Linked DNA regions of Sus scrofa: region 1 is linked to region 2. Evidence: chromatin contacts called from public HiChIP or PLAC-seq data. All regions are on one chromosome and are shown on one strand. Each heading gives the region's core, a stretch centred on a gene start, on an enhancer-like site or on the middle of the called end of the contact. The rest is flanking DNA. Distances are from core to core; before and after follow the strand shown. Region 1 holds the start of C15H4orf47 (chromosome 15 open reading frame, human C4orf47). Region 2 holds the start of CFAP97 (cilia- and flagella-associated protein 97).

Region 1 (5,283 bases), core at 1,259-3,758, 210 kb after region 2:
TTAAGGGTGACTGCTTTTATTTTTCATAAATTGTAACCTGTTGAAAGGTCATGCTCTTTGTCCTAATTCTACTTCTTAGAATTTATCCTAGGAGTTCCCACCGTGGCTCAGTGGTTAAGGATCTCGACTAGGATCCATGAGGACGCAGATTCAATCCCTGGCCTCGCTCAGTGGGTTAAGGATCCAGCGTTGCAGTGAGCTGTGGTGTAGGTCACAGAAGCAGCTCAGATCCCGTGTTACTGTGGCTGTGGTATAGGGCGGTGGCAACAGCTCCGATTCAGTCCCTAGCCTGGGAACCTCCATATGTCGCAGGTGAGACAAAAAAAAAAAAGGAAACTACCTAAATAGCTATCAGTAAAAATGTTAAAAAAAAAAACATGAGCACTAAGAAAAAAAAAAAGGAAACTACCTAAATAGCTATCAGTAAGAAATGTGTTAAAGAAAGAAATTGGTTAAACATGATGCACCTAGAAAAAAAAAAAAAGGAAAGGAAACTACCTAAATAGCTATCAGTAAGAAATGTGTTAAAGAAAGAAATTGGTTAAACATGATGCACCTATTTGAATAAAAATAGTTAATGTCACTGAAAGATACTGGAGATAAAAGTTAAAAAGACAGGCAAGAGAAAAATTTAGTTGTTAATTACTGTATGACCTTATAACTAACCATTCAAGTCTGTCTTCTCCTTTGTAAAACTGGAAAAATACACAACTTCACAGAGCTGTTGTGAAGGTTCCATAAGAGATCTTACATGAATACACTAGAATCTCCTTACATTTCTGAATTAAGATATTCTGAGGAAATAATATTAAGTTGAGATCTAAGCAGTCAATAGGTAACAGTATGAATAATTCCAAAGGAAAGATGGGGGTGGAGGTGGAAGAGCCCAGCCCAGGCAGGTGCTCAGATTGGCCAAGGCTTTCTTAAAAGACCATTTAAGGGAGTTCCTGCTGTGGCTCAGCAGATTATAGACCCACTTAGTATCCAGGAGGATGTGGGTTCAATCCCTGCCCTCCCTCGGTGGGTTAAGGATCCAACACTGTCTCAAGTTGCAGCGTAGGTCACAGATGTGTCTCAGATCCTGAGTTGCTGAGCTGGCAGCTGCAGCTCTGAACTGATTCGACTGACCCCTAGCCTGGGAACTTTCATGTGCCACAGGTGCAGTTGTGTTAAAAACAAGACAAAACAAACTAAAACAAAAAAACCCCACTTAAGAGGCCAAAGTGGATGGTTGGATCTGATAGTGTTAGAGTAAAGGAGTGACAACTGAGGCCGGTTCCTTACGATGTGATTACTGAACAGATGTTCAGGAGTTGAGAAGAGAGAGATGTCACGGATGATTTCCAGGTTTTTGGCTTGAACAACCAAGTAGTGGAAGGGCAGCACAATGAACTGAGATGGGAATCACTAGAGAAAAAGCAGGTGTGGAATGAGGGGAGGTGGGAATGGTCAGCTTTCAACTTGCTGAGTTTGAAATACATATGAGCTACTCAAGTGGGGATACATTTAGTAGTGTGCAGGTCTGAAGCTCAGAATAAACATCTAAACTGAAGATATAATTTTGGAGAGGAGTTCCTACTGTGGTGCGGTGGGTTAAGGATCTTGTGCGGCCATAGCTGCACAGCTGTGGCACAGGTCTCAGCTGTGGCTCGGATTTGATCCCTGGCGTGGGAATTTCCCTATGCCCAGGGTGTGGCCAAAAAAAGGTTTTTTTGTTTTTGTAGAAATTATAGGGCGTAAAGTACTTAACACCACATGATTAAAGGAGCTGGCTGAGCCATCAGGAGGGAAAACCAAGAGTGTGTGACATCACAGCAGCTAAGGGAATAGACCATTTGGAAAGTTACATCTTCCCCAGGTCCAATCCTTTTTCAAAACCCTCAAAAACCCCTAATAAACAAAAACGCCTGGTTCGCAAACTGCATTCACAAGTAAAAGGTGGAGCGCGTAGTCAAAAGTGGCTGCGCTGGGGGCCAGGGCCAGTTTCCCTCCGGCCCTAACTAGACAGCCCATGGACGAGATAGCCCAGGCCACTGAGTCGCAGCTGCCACCAAGACGCCGGCGGGACCAGTTCTTTCAAGGGCTGTGGAGCGGTACTAGTGAAGCCTGAGAGGAAAGGCAGTACTCGGTGACGAGAAGGGGTACTCACCATAACTGCTACGTGGCCAACACAGAGGACGCCCGCCTACCGCGCAGAACGCTGGGCCGGAAGTGGCGTCATCGACGTCTGGGCTTTGAGAAAGGCCGACTACAACTCCCAACATTCCCTGCAGCATACGTCATGGACGTACCACTCCACCACATCTCGCGGATGGATAAAGAGGCGGGAAAGAGAAGACTCACTTTCGGACAGTTGTGTTGACTGCGTCATTCGTATCCTACAGACACTCTCACGTCTTTCTGTGAGGTTCTCCAATGGGGATTCTAACCTTTACACATCCTCCGGTAGCGTTCTTGGAATGGATTCTCCCGTAACCGAGGCAACGTCCCAAAATAAACCTCCTCGCAAAACTTGCTGGGTTGCTGAGTAGCAAGGGCCGGCGCGGGAAGGGCTCTTCCTGAGGTTGCTCGTGGCTCTGGTCGCTTCCGCAGTTGACTTGACCCGGGCTGGAGCTGGGACGTCTGATCTCGCTTCTCGGATTGGGTACCCTTCTTAGAGGTGACTTGGTCCTTGGGGCCCCCAGGTGTTGTCCTTTAGATACCTACCTACTCTGAGCCTCCGTTTTCCTAGTGGGACGTCATTTTGTTCATCACCTCAGCCAGAAGTTTACTGTTCCTCTGTCCCACCTCACCCCCCGCCCCAAGGCACTTTATCCGTAACTTTCGATGGGAACTTGCTGTTCCACCCTGTTATACTTAGTTAAGTCTTGTCTACTGCTCCCTAGGGTCAGGATCTGTGCATTTATTTAAAATCTGTTTTCCTAGCTTGTACCACAGCCCTAGTCAGAGTGGCTTGCAAACTGTGAAATCATTGAATGAATGGATTTGTAAATGTTGCTCAAGAAGAGTTAAGCAGTGCAGAAAATGCAAGACAGGGACTCCTTTTCTATCCCTCCCCGTCACCCCCGCCACCCTGTTTCCTTTCTTTATTTTTTTTCATTCTGGTAAGGAAGAACCTCCTTCTTGGAAACCACAGTTCAGCGGGAAAGAGTTGTTGGTTAAAGGATCCCTACAGTGTAACATAATCCATTAGTTAACCATGGTGAGGGGTTGGAAAGAGTAGTAAAGAGAAGAACGTGCCGCTATGACAGAGGGATTTAAAGAAGTGAGGAATGAACTAAACAATTAGAAGGATCAGTATTAATTGGAGGAATGAAAGCGGTCTGCATAGTGGTACCTGGCTAAAGTGAAACAGCATATGCTAGGGTCCTGTGGCTGGAGAGAGCCTGACTTGAGAACTGAAAAAGGACAATTGGAACCCAGATGCCATGGAGGGGGGCGGTTCCCATGATGACAGATGAGGGCGATAGTGGCCTTGATAGAACCATTTCAGGATTTGAGCCTTTAAGGATTTAAGCCCCTGTAGCATCACAGGAAGCCTTTGTGGATGGTCGGTGAAGATGGAGCTTTGAAATCGATGCAAATCGAATTAATACACTCTGACTGACTTTTAGGTTTGTTGTTTTTTTTTTGCCTTTTTCTAGGGCCGCATCCGCAGCCTATGGAGGTTCCCAGGTCAGGGGTCTAGTCAGAACTGTAGCCGCCAGCCTATGCCAGAGCCAAGCAATGTGGGATTCTAGCCGCATTTGAGACCTACACCACAGCTCAGGCAAGGTCCTTAACCCACTGAGGGAGGCCAGGGATCAAACCCGCAACCTCATGGTTACTAGCTAGGTTCATTAGCCACTGAGCCACGATGGGATCTCCTGACTTCTAGTTTTAAAGCATACCTGCTCAGAGGAAGAGGTAGGATGCAGGGAGAGAAGGAGATGGGCCACAGTTCCAAATAGGCAACCTTGTTTAGTGGCATTGAAACATCTTCAAAATTTAAGACAAAATTTCTTAGCTTGGATTATAACGTACATCCAGTGCGTATAACTAATTGGTGTTAAAAAATATTACAGTGAAATAGAGGCAATTGTTCTTAGCTCTTTGGTCATACTTTTTAGAACGTGTCTAATTTAAAAGCAGTATATCCAAATAAATAATTATATATTTAGTGTGATATTTCATAAAAAAACCTCAAAAACAATAGGGTAATACCTAGGTGTCTTGTTCATTCTGAAAAAGGAAATTCTAGTATTTAATATGAGGGACAATGTAGTATGTTGACATAATTTTATCTAAACTCAATATATCTGCCTTATGTAATCAAGTTCTTTCAATCTACTTTGAACTTCTCAAAAGAAGGATTTATTTACGCAGTATTTATCCCACATTGTACAGTAATAATTTTATTATTTTGGACAGATGAATGGCAATGCAACAGATACACATTTCTTTATAACTTATGGCTGCTTTACCTGGAGAGTCAAAGGGAGGGTTCATGGTGATAACTTTGAATCCCTATTATTCCTGCTCAGGCCCACAAAGTAGATTCTTTCCCCACAGAGTTTGGGACTCTTGTTTTATGATATAACTATGTGCATGTTAACACTCAGGCTGAAAGTAATTTGGAGTAAAATTTAGTAATCACCTTTCCCCTAAAAATTTTCCCTGTATTTTTCAATGTAGAGTAGGAGTTTTGTTATAAAAGAAGTGACACTAAGAACCCACTGAAGTTACAGAGCATACCACCTCAAGAAGTAACCATGCCTGGGGAAGGAGGGAAAACTGATATGGAGAGAATTGGCCTCTTCAGTGAGATGGAATATGTTACTGTTGGTGATAAATATGTGTCACAATTTAATCGTAAGTATATTTGGTTTTCTTTACTGCTTAAGAGTGGTTATTTTCTATATGAACATGTGTTTAGTATTTGTTAAATGATATTTTTTAATGTCTGGATTTTTAAAGCATTAGAGTTAAATAAATTTTTGAAATTTCAATAGAGTTAAATAATTTTATAGGAGCAGGGAGACCATTTTATTGGGCTATCCTACCTTCATGTATTCTTCTCATAGATAATTTTATTTCTTTCCAAGGTGCATGGGGTTTCTTCCCAGAATATTTTGTTTTTAGCTTTTTTGTTTCTTAGGATACTTTACTATGCAGATAGCATTTGCATTTGAATCTGAAAAGGCCATCCATGATCACTTTCTTGAAAAATGAAATGCTGAATGAATAGCTGAGGGATTTTTAGGAGAGTCTTAAAAAAAATAAGAACAACACACTGATATGAGA
Region 2 (4,688 bases), core at 1,088-3,587:
GAGGAAAGGCCAACTGAGTTTTAAAAGAAGGTTCAGTTGAAAAAACTGGGGCTCTCCATGTAGCAAAAGCATGACATGGAAACCAAAAGACTAGTATGTTTTTAAGTCACACTGGGGTAGCAACATATAGTTTAAGATAACTTGCATTATATTCTGTGTGGTCAAGCAACTTTTTTAATAAAACACTTACTTCTGGGTGCTACAGTGAAGAGTCTAGAATTTAAGTTATAATATTAGAGACCAAGGGCTCATAGGAATAAAGGGAAAGGGTAGGTTCAGATATTTGAAAGACTCTGATATGAAAAAAAGGCTTTAGAGTTGTTACTTGTAGTTCCAGAGGTGGAACTTGTATCAACAGATGTAAGAAAGCTGTTCTAACATTAGAATTGCTCAAAAATGGAATGGGTTCAGAGTTCCCGTCGTGGCTCAGTGGTTAACGAATCCGACTAGGAACCATGAGGTTGCGGGTTTGATCCCTGGCCTTGCTCAGTGGATTGAGGATTCAGCGTTGCCATGAGCTGTGGTGTAGGTCGCAGACGAGGCTCAGATCCCACATTGCTGTGGCTCTAACCTAGGCCAGGTAGCCACAGCTCCAATTCAACCCCTAGCCTGGGAGCCTCCATATGCCGCAGGAACGGCCCAAGAAATGGCAAAAAAAGACACCCCCCCCCAAAAAAAGGAATGGGTTGCCATCTAAGATTAAGCTAAATAACACTGAAGCAAAGACTGGATATCCATTTGCTGGGGTGCTGCAGGGGGGATGTATGCATTTGAAGGATATGGCCTTGCCCAACCCAGCATGAACTAGGTCTGTATCAGTCCATCCATAAGCCAAATGATTACAGATACTTCTTTGAAATCCCTTTTTTTTCACAGCTGTTTCCTGCCTTGTCTGTCTTCTTCCCAGACTGTTATCATGTTCATCTTTATGTCCTGGTGCCTAAAGTAGGACCTGAGAAACACTACGTTCCAGGAATGTTTATCTGATGAAGGGGTTTGGAGTCAGGAGTCTTAAGATTGAGCCCCAGTTTTGCTCTTTGCTGGCAGGCTGAGTAAGCACCTCTTTCACTTGAGCTAGTTTCCTTGAGTTTCCCATAGTTTTCTCCCCTCCCCCCATCACTTATCTCCTCATGTGCATTTACATGGTTCCTGTAGTCCCCAGTAGTTGTAAGCATCTATGTGATCGCAGTTCAAGATAGGGGATGCATAGTCCAGTGCCTGGGAGACTTTTCCGGTTTAAATTTAGGTTAATAACATCCAACAGATGGGCTACTTTTAAGGACTTACACATTCAGGCGAGTTAATTTACGGAAAAATTATCCACCTATCCCATCCACTAACCAATCCTTTTGGTAACATTCATTTAAAAATTAATGAGATTTAATTTGCATTAGAGAATAAAAAAAATATAGATTTAATAAGACAGTAACGTTTCTCTTTACAACATACTGGGAAAGGGTAAAAATTAAATGACAGTTCACCTCACCACAGTAACCCTGCTGGTGCTCAAGGAAGACAAGTATTTGCCAAAGCTACCGGGAGTCACTTGGATGCTCACCGTTTGTTCAGCTCTGCAGAGCCTCCAGGAGAAATATTAACGGTTTCATGTTACATTAGGAAAACGCACATAAGAATCTGGCATTTTTTAAAACTGTCATTTTGATACCGTGACATTACATTTCTGTAGTGAGATGTATGATTTGATCCAAAGAAGGGAACCAACTGGGTACACGAAAATCTCCGCCCAAAGTAAACTGTTTTCCAAGAGCTCAGATTCCTTTCAGAACCCCCTCCTGACCCCGCGAGGTAGCTGATAACTGACATCCCCTCCCGCCTCAGGGTTCCGGGTTAAGCCCGCGGAGGTGCGCGGCGGTGATCGGAACCGGCATCCTGGTGGCGACCACATCTTAATTCAGGGCCGAGCCGACCCCCACACCACCCTCGAATGCGCCCCGATGGTAAACCGAGCCCTCCCATCCCGGCGGCTGGGGGTCTGGGCCCACGGCTCCGCAGCCCAGATGCCTCTGTTGCGGTTACACCCGCAGCCCAAGGGGCTGCCCGGGCCGGAGGGGTGGGGGGCCCTGGCCGGCCCACCTTCCCAACGTCCCACACCAGCTTCCGCATACCGACCCCGCTTGCTAGCCGCAGCCTGGGCTCCGGAAAAGAAAACGGATCCCGAACCGGGGCTGGCACGCCGCGGCGGGAGGAAGGGGTCCCTCGCACGCGCTCACCTGGACGCCGCGGCCATGGCAGCCGCCCCGCGCCGCCGCGGCGTTCCGGCTTCGCGCACGCGCACGCGCTCCCGCAGCCTCCTCCTCGCGCCGAGGCGGCCGGAGCTTCCGGAGGCGGACGGAGCGGAAAGGGAAAGAAGTCGCAGCGGGCAGGGCGAGTCCTGCGGGAACCGGGCTGTCCCAGACGCTTGGCGTGGAGCGGCTCCTCGTGGCGGGCGTCGCAGAGCGCGGTGGGCCCCCACAGCCCTGGGAGGCGGGGAGCTCGAGGCCGGGCCGGCGACTCTCCTCTCGAATTGGAAGGGACGCAGGAAGACAGAAACCCCCAGACCCTCAGCCGACCGGTGCACGGTCAAGGTGTTCCCTGCTGCCCCCTCCGCTGTCAGTGGCAGTGCGGGTGGGCCTGGAGGTTAAGGTTGCTGGTTTAGTAAGGAAAGCTGCTCTCTCCTGTAATTTCGTACCCAAACAACAACAGCAATAATAAATATGTAGGCGACTATGTGATTGTATCAGCAGTGTTCAGGTCAAACAACTAGTTAGTTCAACGGGCGATTGGCTGGTAATGTGTTAGGAAGTACTCTAATTACTGGTAAATGAAATTTGTAGTTAAAACCGTCTAAGAGAAAAATGATTTCTGTCCAATATATTTAAATGCTGCAATTTTTCGTTTTTGAACTCACAGGCACATAGTAGGGGTGGTAGAACAATAACCCCTCACAGTTGTCCACCTTCTAATCCCCAGAACCTGTGACTATGCTGCTTCACGTGGCAGAAGGGACTTTGCTCTGTGATTAAGGATCTTGAGATGGGAAAGTCAACCTAGGTTATTTCAGGTGAACTCAATGTAATCCCAAGGGTACTTACAAGAACTTTGAAGTCAGTAATAAGAGACAGGGTCACATAAGCAAGAGGTTGTAATGTATAGCATGGTGACTTTAGTTAATATTGTGTTGTATATTTGAAGTTTCCTGAAAGAATAGATCTTAAAAATTTTCTGCCTAAGAAAAAAAAAAAAAGTGTATGTGTGTGAGGTTGTTAACCAATGGTAACTAGAGTTGTGATCATTTTGTAATATGTACCTAAATCATTTTGTTGTACACTTTAAACTTATACAATATTATGTGTTAATTATACCTCAATAAACTGCGAACATTTTTTAGTTAAAAAATGGAAGTTCTCACTGTGGCTAATATCCATGAGGATGCGCATTCAATCCCTGGCCTCCATCAGTGGGTTAAGGATCAGGAGTTGCCTGTGGACTGCAGTGTAAGTCCCAGATGGGCTTGGATCCCTGCTGCTGTGGCTGTGATGTAGGGTGCCAGCCTGTATCTCTGATTCAGCCCTTAGCCTAGGAACTTCCATATGTGTGGGTGCAGCCCTAAACATAAAAATAAAAAAATAAAAGGCAGCAAGATGTCAGAGTGATGTAAGAGGCAGTGATCCAAGGAGTGCAAGGCACCTCTGGAAGCTGAGGAAGAGAAAGAAAGGAATTCTCCCTGAAGCTCCCGGAAGAAATGCAGCCCAGTTCGTACCTTTTTTGTGCACTTTGGACCCCTAGGATGGTAAGAGTATAAATTTGTGTTGTTTTAAACCATTTAATTTGCAGTAATTTGTTATAGCAGCAATAAATGAATCCAATAGGTACTTAATCTTTTTTACATGAAAGTGTAAAGAAAGTTAGGAACTTTCCCAAGGAGTCTCACTAAGGAGTTGACTTTTCTTTTCTTTTCTTTCTTGTCTTTTTGCCTTTTCTAGGGCCGCTCCTGTGGCATATGGATGTTCCCAGGCTAGGGGTCTAATCGGAGCTGTAGTGACTGGCCTACACCAGAGCCACAGCAACTCGGGATCCGAGCCACATCTGCTACCTACACCACAGCTCACGGCAATGCCGGATCCTTGACCCACTGAGTGAGGCCAGGGATTGAACCTGCAACCTGATGGTTCCTAGTCGGATTCCAACCCCATGCGCCAAGACAGGAACTCCATTTCCTTTCTGTCTTCATAATGCATTTTGAACTTGTTGGTCCTGACTATCAAGTACAGAGAATCATCTTTCTGTTCTTTTAGTAGGCTAAAAGGATTTTACTCAGTTTTGCTTGATAAAACAGTGCTGGTACCATTTTCCAGGGATGGTTGTCTACTCTGTGGTCAAAAGTTTATTATACAAAGGAGTTAAATAGCTGTTTCTCCAAAGAAGATGTTGGTAAGCATGTGAAAAGCTGTTCGGCCTCACTCATTGTAGGGAAATGCAAATTACAACCATGAGATATCACTTCACATGCATTTGGGTGCTATTTTAAAAATTAAAAGAAAATAACAAAGATTGGCAAAGATACAGAAAATTGTGAACCCTTGTGCATTGTTTGTGGGAATGTAAAATGGTGTGGCTCCTGTGGAAAACTGTGGCAGTTCCTCAAAAAATTGAATGTGGAATTACCATATGACCCAGCAATTTCATAT

What was found. HiChIP or PLAC-seq counts read pairs in DNA pulled down with a chosen protein or histone mark.
Region 1: a contact with region 2 is called in an H3K27ac HiChIP or PLAC-seq map of alveolar macrophages. The contact joins the promoter of C15H4orf47 here to the promoter of CFAP97 in region 2. A contact is called at or near these places in 1 of 5 promoter capture datasets (liver) and 2 of 2 datasets of contacts at active chromatin or transcription factors (alveolar macrophages and skeletal muscle).

The regions. Positions count from the first base shown.
Region 1 is chr15:46,468,381-46,473,663 of Sscrofa11.1, forward strand. C15H4orf47 (chromosome 15 open reading frame, human C4orf47) reads left to right here and starts at 2,509. Exons shown (of 8, transcript NM_001190210.1): 1 at 2,509-2,644; 2 at 4,675-4,851. The coding sequence starts at 4,752. UFSP2 (ufm1-specific protease 2) reads right to left here and starts at 2,236. Exons shown (of 11, transcript XR_002339221.1): 1 at 2,150-2,236.
Region 2 is chr15:46,255,141-46,259,828 of Sscrofa11.1, forward strand. It overlaps CFAP97 (cilia- and flagella-associated protein 97), which reads right to left and starts at 2,338. Exons shown (of 7, transcript XM_021075563.1): 1 at 2,232-2,338. The coding sequence starts at 2,248.